3 separate regions of the Pan troglodytes genome follow, and all the other regions are linked to region 1. The links are chromatin contacts, called in public Hi-C and capture Hi-C maps. All regions are on one chromosome and are shown on one strand. The core of a region is the stretch at or near the end of the contact, and the rest is flanking DNA. Distances in the headings are between cores, read along the strand shown. Region 1 has its middle 420 kb from the start of CHST9. Region 2 overlaps CHST9 (carbohydrate sulfotransferase 9). Region 3 holds the start of CDH2 (cadherin 2).

What was found. A called contact is a pair of places that touch in the nucleus more often than the background predicts. Capture Hi-C pulls out chosen DNA fragments and counts their contacts.
Region 2: a contact with region 1 is called in a capture Hi-C map of stem cell-derived neural stem cells, with 7 times the contacts expected there. The contact joins two enhancer-like sites. A contact is called at or near these places in 3 of 7 Hi-C or Micro-C datasets (induced pluripotent stem cells and stem cell-derived neural progenitor cells) and 1 of 1 other capture datasets (stem cell-derived neural stem cells).
Region 3: a Hi-C map of stem cell-derived neural progenitor cells shows a contact between it and region 1, with 4 times the contacts expected there. The contact joins the promoter of CDH2 here to the enhancer-like site in region 1. A contact is called at or near these places in 1 of 7 Hi-C or Micro-C datasets (stem cell-derived neural progenitor cells), 1 of 1 datasets of contacts at active chromatin or transcription factors (stem cell-derived excitatory neurons) and 1 of 1 other capture datasets (stem cell-derived neural stem cells).

Annotation. Positions count from the first base shown.
Region 1 is chr17:37,448,004-37,452,819 of NHGRI_mPanTro3-v2.0_pri, forward strand. No RefSeq gene overlaps it. Among named protein-coding and RNA genes, the nearest start is that of CHST9, 420 kb to the left of the region's middle. Within about 2 kb of position 2,313, at least 4 of the 24 cell types and tissues checked have an H3K27ac peak or open chromatin away from gene starts, as enhancers often do. A contact at or near this core is called in stem cell-derived neural progenitor cells and stem cell-derived neural stem cells, where this site is marked.
Region 2 is chr17:36,859,064-36,863,879 of NHGRI_mPanTro3-v2.0_pri, forward strand. The region is part of intron 4 of CHST9 (carbohydrate sulfotransferase 9); the gene reads right to left. The region is part of intron 4 of LOC104003113 (a long non-coding RNA gene); the gene reads left to right. Among named protein-coding and RNA genes, the nearest start is that of AQP4, 150 kb to the left of the region's middle. Within about 2 kb of position 2,533, at least 1 of the 24 cell types and tissues checked has an H3K27ac peak or open chromatin away from gene starts, as enhancers often do. A contact at or near this core is called in stem cell-derived neural stem cells, where this site is marked.
Region 3 is chr17:38,018,237-38,023,052 of NHGRI_mPanTro3-v2.0_pri, forward strand. It overlaps CDH2 (cadherin 2), which reads right to left and starts at 2,459. Exons shown (of 16, transcript XM_523898.8): 1 at 1,797-2,459. The coding sequence starts at 1,856.

The DNA of each region.
Region 1 (4,816 bases), core at 1,063-3,562:
AGCTACTGGAGTCAGAAACCATATGAACTCATAATGATGAGATATTTTAAAATCTTTGTGTAAAACATGTAGCCTGGAAAACCATGAGAAGCAATGTTTAACTGTCTTTCTGGTCTGCAAACACATACTCACATACTTAAAAGTGGGAATCTTTAGGAGCTGGGTATAAAGGAATATTTTATAAGCTACTTTTCAATATCTTTGCATTTTTATGTTAAAGGTTACTTTAATACAAGAGTAAAATTCATTTTAAGAAATGGAACTAGGGTAAAGTAGATAAAGCGTAACTGGGAAATTTGTTTTACATCAACCAAGCATAGTGGAGAATTTTATATGTTTTGAAGAGGAGAGTGTATGGTGGGTATTAGAGGAAGAAGTTTGTTTTATTTATTTTATTGAGACACTTGAAAAATTCCTTGCTGTCTAATTCGCCTTACATTGAAGAGCCAGTATGTGGTTACCTAATACACTGTTAAGTGAAATTTGGTAGTCATCCATTTAATTTGATCACAAACCAAAACATTTCAGGAAATATCACATTGGACATGCATTTTCTAGAGTAAAATTTGTATTTTTCAATCAATTGATTTTTGTTTAGTTTCCCCTTAGTAGTCAAATTCTACAATATATTCACTTTACATTGGATAAGATAGAAACAAAACACGTTTCATGGATTTAAAACATTACCCTTCAATGGTTTTTCACACTTTCTGTATATATGTAATATACATAATATATAATCCAGACTTATGCAGAGCAGTTAGCCCCTTCCTAACTCTGCTCTCTTTATTGTCTTAGAGTTAACTCACAGCACTCCCTGAATATTCATGATCAGCTTATGGAACTGAGTGCTCCGGGTTGCTTCCATAGCCCCCTACCTCCATGGCTTTGCGCCGAGATTTCCTCAATTTGAAATGCCCTTCTCTTTTTCTCAGTCATGTAAACTCTTTCTCATCTTGAAGGGTAAGCATATCCTCCTCTGTAAAGCTTTCCTTGTCACACCAGGCAAAAGTGAGTCATTCTTTCTGAGATACCACAACACTTTGTAAACATCACAGCATTATCTAAACTATATTGCAATTATTTGTTGACATGCCCGACTCCACCGCTAAATTGTGAGCTAGCTTATTCTCATTTATATCTGCCCCACTATTAGCATGGTGGCACACAATAATCTTTAATAATCTTTGTTTAATGAATGAATGATTATATTAATGGCTGAATTTTAGAGTTGGCCTATTGAGAATCAATAGTTTGTTTTATATACACAGGAAAGAATAATGAATTCAAAAGTTTATGTATCAGTCATTTGTATTAGGGCAATATTAAGAACAAACAACAGGGACTAGTGCTTTCTTGATCCTGGCATATGTGCCAATTCCTAATCTCTTGCATTTGCATGTGTACAGACATGGCCTTCTTTTTTCTAGCTGCCTCTGCTAAACATTAAGTACATTAACAGGCATGGTAGAGGCAGATAAGATTAACAAAGCGGGGAACAGAAGTTCATAGGTTTATTCTGGTAGGAAATACCATAGAAAGAATCCAGACCCCACTGCAAACCTCACATTCAGCAGGATAATTGAATCTTCACATTCCTGTTTTAGAATCACATTGAGCCAACACAAAGCTTGATGTACTACTTTCTCTAGGCCAGTAGAGGGCAGCACACACTTCATTAACCAGGGAAGCAAGGTTGTGCTAGTCACACTTCAGCAGCCGGAGCTTGGAATAAGTGTTCTGGCAACAGAGATCCCAGGATTCTACCACTTCAACCAAAAGTCCCCTCGAAAATGCTTATTCTTTTAAAAATTTTGTATTAACATCATTTCACCGGCTTCCAGCACACTTTTCAAACTGTAATTAGATATTCGCCTTGAGGGACAGTGCAGCAGAGTGGAAAGACCACATAGGCTTTAGGACCAGACAGAATAGGTTTGTACATCTAGAATATACTACTACTAGCTGTGTGCCTTGGTCAAGTTACTTAATCTTTCCAATCCTCCTTGTTCTTATTTTTAAAACACAGATAATAAGATCTACCTCATGGGTTAATGTAAGATTGAATAAGAACATTTGCATCAGTTTGATGTTTTATTATTGTCTTGCCCCTTGTCTGTTTCTTCCCATGTGGGGCAAACAAACAGTATCTACAAATGTCTGTCATGCACATTTTGTCTTGCAACATGTCATGGCAGAACCAAAAAGTGCCTATCCAGAACCATCCTTGAATCAATCTGCCAAGTGAGCCCCATGTTTCTGCCTGGAGCTCACACTGGAAGCAGGCAGAGGACTACTCAAGAGGCAGAGGGGAGGATGGGCCTGGCCCCTGTTACAACCTCCCAGAGCCTCTATATGTGTCTAGGGTAGTGGCTGGCAGGCTGGGGAAACGTGGGTCAGAGGAGTGGCTGGGGCTTTTCAGAGCTCAGGAGGGCTCCTAAAATGGGAAAGAAGATTAATTTATGTGAGGTCCTGTCCTGGGCAAATTTCAGATACCCACTACGTGTCAAATCTGGAATTTGAAAGTGTCTTAGTTCCTTCTGGCTTAGATAACAGCCAGATAACAGAGTACTATAAAGTGGGTGGCTTATAAACAATAGAAATTTATTTCTCATGGTTCTAGAGGCTGGGAAGTCCAAGATCAAGGTGCTGACAGATTCAGTGGTTAGTAAGGACCTACTCTTCTGGTTCATAGACAGCCATCTTTTTGCTAGGTCTTCACATAGCAGAGGGACAAGGGAATTCTCTGAATTTCATTCATGAGGGCTCTGTCCTCATAACCTAAACACTTCTTAAAGGCCCTGCTTCCAAATATCATCACATTGCAGATTAGGTTTCAACATATGAATTTCGGGAGTACACAAACACTCAGTATATAGCAGAAGATGAGGTAAGAATCAAAGGTGTCATAGCCGGAAATAATGCAGGAGCACCAATGAAGTCCGGGAGGCCCAGCAAAGAGTACTTCTGGGCACAAGGTGTGGAGGGTTTAGACAACTGCAGCAAAGAGAGGCCTCAGCATTGAATCAACAAGCAGAAGCTACTGAGGGCCTTGGGGTTTCTGCAGTTAAGCTGTAAGAAACTAGGCAAAGAAATAGCAGTTTACAGGCCAGGTGTGATGGCTCAAGCCTATAATCCCAACAGCTTGTGAGGTCAAGGGAGGCTGATAACTTGAGCCCAGGAATTTGAGATCACCCTGGAAAACGTGGTGAAACCCCATCTCTACAAACAAACAAAGAAACAAAGAATACAAAAATTAGCCAGGCATAGTGACATGCACCTGTAGTTCCAGCTACTGGGGAGGCTGACGTGGGAGAATCCCTTCAGCCCATGAGGTCAAACCTGCAGTGAGCCAAGACTGCACCACTGCCCTCAAAGCCTGGGTGACAGAATGAGACCCTATTTCAAAAAAAAAAAAAAAAGAAAGAAAGAAAAAGAAAAAAGAAAGAAAGAAAGAAAAGAAAAAGGAAAAGAAATAGAGAAAGAGCAGTTTATTACTGCACTATTTCTCATAACCTCTTCAATTTAACTTCTTTAAGCTTAACAATGGACAATACCTATTACTTTATTTCTTTGAACTTTTTTCTTCATCTGTACAATATGGGCCATAAAATTTCAGGGATATCTTGCGAAGATGAGATAAGATAGCACTGCTGCAGTTTCGAGGACCTGGTAGGAACTAAAGAGTTAGAATTCTTGCCTTTCACATATACATATGTAAATATACATATTTACATCGCTCACAATGCTTTTTGATGTTGTTTATCTTACTATATTTTCCACTTTTAAAAAAGAATATTTGATCACTAGATTTAACATAATATTTTATAGATATGAAATCAAATATTAATAAAAGTATACTCTAATTTCTCAATCTTGTATAAGTCTCACAGATTTTATTACTAAAAATGTTTTGGTTTATGTTGTTTTTGAGCTAGAGTCCAACTTTATTTCTAGTGTTTCAATACAGACATGCCTAGAATTGGGAATTTGTCTTTTAATCTGAAAAATTAATATCATATGAATGGATAATTGTAATAATGGATTTTCTAGAATAAGTTCCACTTGGTGAAGATATATTACTTTTAATGTACTGGTGCTGAATTCTGTTCGCTGTTATTTTATTTAAGGTTTGTGCATGCATAGTCAAAATTAAGATTGCTTAGGTGTTTCTCTTTTTGTGTCTCATCTTTGTCCAAGTTTGGGATCAATGTGATACTTTACCATGAAATAACAGAGTTTTTCAAGAAAATAGTTCACATACTTATATTGTGAATATGTAAATGGATGGGAGGAAATGATTCTGGGTGAGAGACATTTAGGTAGTGATAGGGAATAGCACAAAATCCATAGACTATTTTACCTACGCAGCAAATTCTAGGAGTGATATGAGTAAGTAGCTCATGTAAATGTTACCGGGCAGGTATCCTGCCATGGAGAAAGAAAGGTTGAAACCCGCTGGTCCAGTTAATCTGTCAGGTTCATTCCATTCTATTTGTAATAAGAACCAATTCTCAGCTATAAACTCCCCCACCTCTCAGACAGTGCATGACCATCACTAGCATTTATGAGAGTGAGTGAGAGCGAGGCAAACACTGTTCTAATGATCTCTGTGGGATCAGCTGGCAGGTACATGTTGATCAGAGGCCAGGATCAAATAGTGACATTGATTTGGTCATTAAGTTCCTTTTGGTTTTCCAGTCCACCTCATTTAAACCTCTTCTGTTTTTTGGGTGTTTAATTTTCCTTGTGGAGTCACTGCCCTTGATAAAAGTTTCATTACAGGGCTGGGCTCAGTGGTTCACGCCTGTAATCC
Region 2 (4,816 bases), core at 1,283-3,782, 590 kb before region 1:
AAAAGGTACAGTAATTATAAGTCAATTTAATTCTCAATAGTTTTGGACATGCGGCTAAAAATTATAGCTAGTGGCCATCTGTCAACAAATGTAAACTATGAAACTGGATATTAAATTATATCTAATTTAATACACTGTACATAGGATCTAATTTTACATACTGTGGCCTAACAGTGTGCAAAATGTTAGGCTACCCCTATAGTGTACAGTGTCACCTCTGTCATATACCTCTGTCAAACTGGTACAGTGGAGTCCTGCCTTCCAGATCTAATTCTTTCATTACTGTATGAGCTTGGGTAGGGCCACTCAAACTCTGTCATTTATGAAATAAAGGATCATATGATTCAACTAGTAATGACTTTCATGACACATGCAGTGTATCCAATAGCAACAAGTGAAGTGGTATCCATAGTTTCTCATTCCATGAACTTGTGTGGTGCATAATATTTGCCAAGTCTGTGCATGTAATAGCAATAGCTAATTTTCAGAGCATGTTACACGTGCTGAATATATTGTCCATTTCAGAGCCCTTTACACACAACATTGGCAGATTCATGAATTATTATGTCATTTACCTTTCTACTATTGAGTGAACAGTTGTTAATTTAAATATTCTTTTATAATTTGATTGATCATTTGGCATGAAAAAATTAGGAAAAATAATTAAACAAACAAGAAAGCCAAAGCTTGAGCCCGAGGCCCTGATCCATGACATGAAATTCAAATACACTTATGAGTATCTGAGCATATTTTACTCTTCTAACAACTTCTAAAGATTTAATTCAAGAAAGGACTCCTTGACTTAAAAAAATTAGCAAAGAGCCTTACTCAAGGTACTGTGCAATTAATAACATTATTGAGAATTTTCCTAGTTGCTTCTCTCTTTTGCATATATTAGCAGCAGGTGTTGTTTTGTATTTAACTTATTATACACATTTTGTTATGTCACAGAAAATCAAAAATTTCATTTTAAAGTTCTAATTACCTAGAATTTCCTAGATGATCATTTATTTCTTGAAAATTAATGTCTTGACACAGTGCCTTTCAAATAATATTAATGTAGAAAATGTAAACTAATTTGAATTTAATAAATTGATTGCCAACTCTTTCTTTTATGTAAAAGTAGGTTGGGCACACCTTTGGTAACATCAACCCTTTGGAAAAGTTGATAAATAAAATTTAAGTTCAATTGTATTAATGAAATTAAAAAGCTATGATTGTGGTATTATCATAAATAAAATATGTGAGTGCAACAAATATTAAATAACAAGATTCAAGAACTCTGCAACCAGGCCCTCATTCACAAGCCTACAAGAACATGTGCACTTCATTAAAGTCAATGGAGTGTACCAGTTCATCTTGGCATTACTCATAATCGAAACATTTCAATTTTAGTTAACACACACACACACAAAACTAATTTAAAAGTCAAATGAGTAAATTAGTTCTATGCTCCTGTGTTACAATTCCATGTTGATATCAACTAGCTGAATTTAGCCTCAGGAGGTATGAAAAAATATCTAATACAATGAATGGAAAACCTTTTAAAGAATTACAGATCCGTTAAAACGAATGTTTTTGCAACTAACTCAACAAACATATATTTTATATTGTAAGAGCCCCTCAAAGTGCTCCATTAGAAAACAGCCAAGCTTAACTACAGATTTACTTCTAGATTTTGAAAGCAGTGAATCAAAAACTGGAGGATTTATGTAAGAAATAAAGTCCACCTCCTGAAAAAAAACATTTAAATTGAACAGTGATTGATTGGAAAATATTTTCTGTGTACCCATTCCCCCAGAAAAGGGGGAATTTTTCTGGTTTACATCTGGTAGATTTCTCAATTGTAGTAAACACTACTCACAACATATTCTAGACATTTTCTTGACCTTTATTTCTGTGATACTCTTCTTTTTTTGCTTTCCCAGTTTTTGTCATTCTTTTAGGGTCTCTCTCTTTTCTATTGTCTCTTTTTTGCTTATTTCTTTATCAATCCTTAGTGGGGGTCACCGAGGACTCTGCCCTGCATTCCTTACTCATTCATTTCTACATTTTTAGTCTTTTGACTCCACCTATGAAGTTAATGATTTACTTCATGAATACTTGTTTCCATATGAGCCTCTTCCTAAAACTAGGGTTTATTTATGGTCATTTGCAGATATCTAATGTGATCCCAAAGCTCAAAAAAAAAAAGTATTAAAATTCCTAGAGTTTTCTGCTAAGATATTCTTGTAGCTGGTGCATTCTGGCTGTGCTGCAAGCTCAACGGCCTGGAATTTCATGCCCCATGATTAGACATCCTGGCACATTTCTCCAATTTTTCAGTGTAAAGAAACATTCTTTTTATTTTCCGAAGTTTAAATGATCACCAGAGAGGCAGTTGTGTGTGTGTGTGTGTGTGTGTGTGTGTGCAGGCACTGCGCATCCTTCGGAGAGTGTGAGGGGAAGGGACCTGAGAAGAGGAAAGCAAACGCTGCCTGGCCAGTGTAGGGCGTGGAATCAAGGAGGGGACACTGACTTTGAACTCTGCACCCAGCTCAGCCATCTGCCTGCCCCCAGCCTTGTTGGGAGTGTCCAGTCACACAGACCCCTGCCTCTCCTGGCGACTCTGTGTGGAGGGATACGTGCTAGCATATGTGTACATACTTCCTAATAGCAGGAAATAATGGCTTGAAAAATTCAAAAGTCACAGAGAGGGTTATGTAGGGGCTCCTATACTCCAATAAACTAGGCTGACCAAAGGGTAGAGGATTCCACACATGGTTTCAGGCCTTCTTTTCCTTTATCACTCTGCATCATTTCTATGAATTCTTTAAAACCGTTTTTAGTAGAATTCTCTGCTTCTTGTTTCTCTGCAGTCCATATTACCTGCCTCAGATTGACGGTGTATGTGAGATTTGGGTCCCTCGCAAGGTCTCAATCTAAGTCCTGGATATTATTTCAAGACTTTGCTTCAGCCTAATCATGTGACACGTGGCCTTCTACAAACTTCTTCAGTATATGCATGCACATGTACCTGATGTGGATCCTAAATTCAAACCCACTTGGTGAGCATCCCCCTTTCTGTCTCACTATTCTACAGACCTCCTGTCTTGAGAATTCTGACCCTGCTCATCCCAGCCATGGGCTATCAGTCACCACTTATAAATGTAAGTTACTTTTTGGGCACTCTAAACAAAAGCATTAATTTTGGCTTATTATGGCTATATACACCTCATGCTTCTTTTGTAAGGAATGTGGCTTGGCTTATAAGCTGCTGAAAGGCAGAGCAGTCTGCCTTGCTATCACCCCTGAGCATGACCAGCATGCTCACCACCGCCTCTTTCCTACCTCACTCTACCCGTTTCTCTCCTCTCCTGTTACCTTGGCCTAGAACACGTGGCTTTTACCTGCCTAAGGATTTCATCTTTGCTGCTTTTCCTGCACAGAGTGCTCTTCTCCACTGGTTACATGGCTGGATCCCCCTTGACCCAAGTCTGTGATTAGATGCCACCTGCACAGGCAGGCCCCTGTTCCTGTCTTTATAGCACTCTGTTGCTTCCCTGCAGAAAATCTCACAAAATCAAAAACTGTACCTTTGTTTACTTGATTAACTCTCCCCTCAGACAGTAAGCTCTCGGAGGTCAGGTACCTGGACGTTTGCTCACCACTGTATATCCAGTGCCTAGCACAATATGGGTCAATAAACACTAATCAAAGGAAATAGTGTTAGAGTTTTCCTAAGCTCTAGGTTGTGTTAGAACATTATCTTAATAAAGGTGATGAGGATGTTTTATATATCTATACTTACATCAATCTCTCTTTCTATAGTTGTGTGTATGTATACATCTATGATGACAGATATAGTATGCACATATGATATTAAAGACTTTATTTAAATACTGATTTACAGTATTGAATCACTGTATGCAATACATAATATTATTAGGAGAGTTTCATAATTTGCCATCATCATCTCGCTGCAAAGGTGAGGATAAAGAACAGAAATCATATGTTCTGCCTCCCTGAAACTGAAGTCCTTGCTGAAAGACAGTGAATAATGCTATAAAATCACTTGTGATATAAAGATCATTATCTAAAGTCATTATCATACATGGGACATTCAAACCTCACACTGAGTTTTTCTAGTACTTCAAGCCTGACAATTTTCAAAACACTCAAATTTCTATTTCTACTTTATATTTCTCAGAAAAAAGAGAGTAAACCAAGGAGACACTGGAAAATTTACGGTTAATCACAAATTATTGGGGTATTAAATGCATTTTCAACATAACGATATTTCTGACTTATGATGGGCTTCTTGGGACATAACCCCATCATAAGTCAAAGAACATCATATTCACAAACAGATCTGTGCAAAAATGTCCATAGCAGTCCTATTCATAATAGCCTCAAACTAGAAACAATCCAAATGTCAAAAACAAGATAATGGATAAGTAATTTGTAATGTAGTCATACAGTAGAATATCACACATCAATAAAAAAGGAATGAATGATTGATATATGCAACAATCTCAAAAATATTACGGCATGTGAAAGGGGCCTTTACAAAGTACATGCTGTGTGATTCCATTTATATTAAGTCCAAGAATAGGCCAAACTAAACTATGGTGAAATATGTAAGAAGTGGTTTCCTGGGAAGTAGAGAGAAGGTAGAAGAAGGGTAGGGAGGTAGGTGATGAGGTTTTGAATTGGAATTGACTGGAAAGGGCAAAGAGAAAACTATTTAGGGTGTGAGATTCAATACCTTATTTTGGGTGGCTGGTATACAGGTGTATATAATTCTCAAAACTTACTGGATTGAGAGAATACTTAA
Region 3 (4,816 bases), core at 1,209-3,708, 570 kb after region 1:
GTTTTATAACAGGAGGTACTTTTGTTAGCAAGTGACTGGCAGGTCTCCTCCCCCAAGTTAGAAGGAATTCCATCCACTCTCCAAAACTGCAAAGGCCAAAAATGTCTAGTCTAATAGTTCTGAAATCCCCGAGTCAGGAGAGAGCCGAGTGGGGGATGGCGAGTGGGGGAAGGGGAGAAAGACCGGTAGGAGACTAAAGAACAAAAGAAGAAATCCAAGAAAGGGAAAAGGAACGCTGGGACCCTGGCCTGGGAGGCAGGGGTGGGGAGAGACAAAGTGAGAGAGCACGACCCGGGAGGAGAGCGTGGAGCCCGGCAGGGACAGGCGTGCCGCACCATGGCGCACCATGGACAGGGCTCCGCGCGGCGGCGGCCCACACCCGTCTACGGGGTTGCGGGAGAAAGCGCGAGAGACTGCGGAGGCCAGCCCCGTCCAGCCCCTGCCCCCGCCCCAGCAGCACTCACCCCCCCGCGGGCCGGAGCGCGCCAGGCCCTGACCCGTGAAGACCACGGAGCGGGGTAATCCACACCACCTGTCTCCACCCCCGGAGCAGGCACTTCCGAGCTGCGTCCGCACTTTTCGGGGCTGCCAGCTGGCAGTAGAGCACCTCTCCCCCTGCCCCGAGGGCGACACGCAGGGGGACCCTCCGTGGATTTTCCTGCCCCGCGGCGAGGGTGGGCACGCCCCTTTCCCGCAACCTTCGAGGGACCCCACGGCAGGCGGAGACCGACTTGGGACCAGGGCACTGCACCCGCCCAGCTAGAGGGTCCCGGCCGAGGCTGTGTGAAGTGGCCTCCAGGCCTGGGCTGGCTGGTCGGGAGGAGCCTGGGGGCATCCTCGGGTTGGAAGCGGCGGAAAGTTGGGCTGCCCCCGGGCTGGGAACCCGCTGCGTGCAGTGGCGAGGGAACCTGCGCCCGGACTGGAGCAGGTGCTTCCTGCCGCGGAGGAGCCTCTTAGTAGAGATTAAATGAAAAGGCTCGCTGGCGCTCTCCCGAGAGTATGAAAAGTACGGAAGGCTCCAGGCAAAGGCGCCCCCGGGGCGCATATAGGGCACAGGCAGCCGGACAGAGAGAGGAGCAGCCGCGTAACGGAACTTCTCGCCCGGGGGAGATACTGGGCGTGAGAGGCCAGACTCGTTCTACAGGCAGGCGCTGACCGGCAGAGACTCCTCCGGGCAAGAGGGCCAGATTTTCTTTCCAGGTGGGACCAACACAGAATATTGTGAGGGCAAGAGAAGAAGAAAAGGAGGCAACTCCAGACTGGGATAAAGACAATAGGACAGTGGAGCCCTTGAGCACCGGGAGGCGCACGGGTGCAGGGTGGGGGTAAGGTGGAGGCAAGTCCCGTAACTAAGACACCAGAGTGAGAATTCCTACTGTAAACTCGCGACCCATTCCTGCAGAAATAAACAAAAAAATTGGAGCAAAGTACTATGCGAGGGGCGAAAGGCACAGAAAACTGCAAAACCTGGGAGTTATCCTGCCTCACCCTCTTGCTGCCTGGGGACACCCCCCGCGAGCTTGCTCGGCCCCGAAGAAGGAGCAGAGGGGACCCGCAATCCGGCCCCTAGAGCCCCGCCAGGAAAGGCGCGAGAGACCTGCTGGCTCCGGCAGCCCTGCCCCGGCGCCCGGACGGAGCCTGATGCCTGCGCAGCTCCCGGCCGCGCGGCGCGGCGCGGCGTGGCACCTCCCTTCCCGGGTGCGCAGCCCGGCCCCGCAGCGGCGCGGGGAACAAAGGCACCCGGCGCCGCCCGCCCCACCCCGCCCGTGGCCCGGCCCGCGGGGACCGCCGCGTACCTGAAACAGGGCCGCCAGCAGCGGCAGCAGGGTCCGCAGCGCTCCCGCTATCCGGCACATGGAGGCGGAGAGGGGCCGAGCGAAGAGCCGGAGGCGGCGGCGGCGGCGGCGGCGGAGGAGGAGGAGGAGGAGGCAGCGGCAGCACCAACAGCGGCGCGGAGAAACGGCTCCAGGCAGTTTCCACCCCCTTCCCTTCCCCTCCCCTCCCCACCCCCTTCTTCGCTGCTCTCCGCTCCCCGCCAATGGAGAGCGAGCTGATGACAAATAGCGGGCCGCGGAGTCCGCGGGACTCGCACCAGGAGTAATAAAACAGACCCAGAGATCAAGGAGCTGGGGAGGGGGCGGGGGAACAGGGCGGGGGAACAGGGCGGGAGAGCGTGTGAGCGTCTGCGAGTGTGTGGAGGCGGCTGCTGTGGCAGCGCAGGCGGCTCGGCTCCGGCCCGGAGCGCAGCGGAAGCCGCGAGGGATGCAGCGGCGGGGACCTTGGCCGGTGGAGGATGTGGAGGTGGAAGTGGAGCGGATGGCGCTCCCCAAGAGCTCCGCCACGCGAGGTTTCGGGCTCGTGGTTTTGCTTCCTCCGGGTCCCCGCTCCAGGGCCGCTCGGCGCGACGAAGACGCCGGGGACAGCGCCGCGGGGAGGGCGCTCCGGGTCGTGCGTGCTGCACCCACAAAGAGCAGCAGTCCCGCCACCCCGCGCCTCCGCTGCGTGGGGGCCGAGGGGCGCTTCTCGGCTCCTCTTTCCGGTCCCCCGGCGAGTTGGAGACTGTTCTCCGGCCTCGGCCGCAAGGGGGTGAGGCGAGGGGCCGGCGCGGTCTCTCTCGCCGCTGCTCCGTCCCGCGCAGCTGCTGCCGCAGCCGCCCCTGCTGCCCGCGCACCGGCACCCGCCCGCCGGTCCTCGCCCTGCGCCGCTCACTCGCGCGCGCCGCCCTCCGTCGCCGACCGCGCACCCCGCTCGGCCTCCGCTGCGCGACCTGGGCGAGCCGCCGCCGCTCTCCCCGCGCTCGCCCCACGCGCTGCCTGGCTGCGCGGCCCGCTCCCCTCTCCTATTCCTCCCGCCGCCGCCGCCGCCGCCGCCGCCCTCGCCCCCGCCTCCCTCCTCCGCCGACCCTCCCCGCCCGCGTCGTGGCCAATCGGAGGCCACCAAGCTGCGGCTGTAGCCGGCCGGATCCGCGGCAGCCGCCCGCCCCCGCCCCGCCGAAGCACCCCGTATTTTGCTGCAGCCCGCGGGGGGTCGCCGGAGGGAAGCCTAGAGTGCGCCGAGCACCGCCCCGGCAGGTGGAGGGGCTGCGGGAAATAAAATAACTTGGGCAGGAACTTGATTGGTAGCAGGTTCATCTTTGGTCCGCGGTAGGGAATCTAATGGAGATGAAGAATGGTGGGGAAGGGGGGGGCGGTGTCTCCTTGGGAGCCTAACGTACGCTTCTTTATTTTGTCATTCTTTGGAGATGGGTAATCTTTCCTGGCAGGGGCAGACACAGCAAACTAAGGACGCAGACCAAGCTCATCCTAGCTATTGTTGTCTGAGGCGCTCGCCGGGAGCCACCTGCGGGCGGGGGAGGGCGGAGGCCGCGGCTCCTCTCTGGAGCTCGCACCTTCAGCTCCCACCCTTGCGGATGTACTGGAACAGCCCAAGTTTTTGTGTTCTTGTTTTGTTTTCTTTTGTCCCCTCTGGGAGTTTGAGAGTGCATGTTTGTTATTTTATTTGAAATCTCCCGTTTTCTATTTCTATTACTACCCGTTAGTGGTACTGCTCACGTTTGGGGTCAACAGTTTCAGGGTACTTTTACCCTCTCCTACCACCCCTAACAACAATTTTTAAAAAAGAGAGAAACTAAAAGCTGGAACTTGTGAAAATAGGATTATATAAAAGATAAAATGACTGATACAGAATTCTCACCATGTAAAGGATTTCTGCTGGCTTCCTTTAAGGCATGAACTTCAAGTGCAACACAGTGAGAGACTTTACAAGTTTGAGTCACAAGCATTTGTGGAATGGAGCAGGGGGTGGGGAGCAGTTTTTGTTTTTTCTAATTCTGGTGAGGTAATAAATTTTCCGGAACCTTTTTTTTTAAAAAGGTTTACAAGTAAATAGAAATATCCGTTTTATGTAAGCTTTTCAACACTTGGGAGATCGGTGAACTTCATTGCAGTTAATGAATATTTTCTGCCTTTATTGCTTGCTTTTCTGCTTTGGGTGACTGAAATATTAACATTATTTGAGTTTCAAGATAACGATCATTTAAGAATCTGATGATGAACCTTTAAAAACCAGCTACTAATTTCTTGACATAACTGATACAGCTTTTAATAATGTACTGTTGCTGGCTAGGCTTTTAAAAATTTAATATTCATAGGGAGGCTTATTCAATTTTAATTAAAACATAATATTGTAAGCTTTTTATGAAACAAAATTTTTCCTGGATTTTCTTTCTTTTCAAAAGAATAAGAAAGGTTATGTTAATTAAATTTAAAAGATGAGATGAAACACTTAATATAGTAATCAGAAGTGCTTGTTCTTACCCTTTCTCTTCTTTTTTTGCTAGATATTATTGTCACACTATTGCTAGTCCGCCTAAAAGTTATCTTTGCAATAGAGTATTTATAAATTATGCTTTCTGGGAGTCATGCAAAATAATAGTAAAAATTCAGTTGAGATATGGGGATATGTTTGTTGTATTCCAAAGTGAGATATAGAGATCTCATCTCCATGGCTAAGATTTAAGGTTCGACCCTCGACGTGGGGTTTCGACTGTATCCTCATCACTCCTAGCAGTACCCATTGATGTTTATTGCCATTCTGATTAATTTAAAGGTGGAACAGATTTCAACATGAATAACTCTATTTCTTGTTAGTAGTATTTACTTGAAGCTTTAAACATCATGTCCTTTATAAATTAAACACTTATGATTTCAAAATCTTTGGAATGGCTGTCAGTCAAGGAATTCTCTGATTCCAACAGTTTTTGATCCTTTAAGTAAGCACTTGCAGCATTTTTTAAAAGTCCAATTTGCGTGCCTCT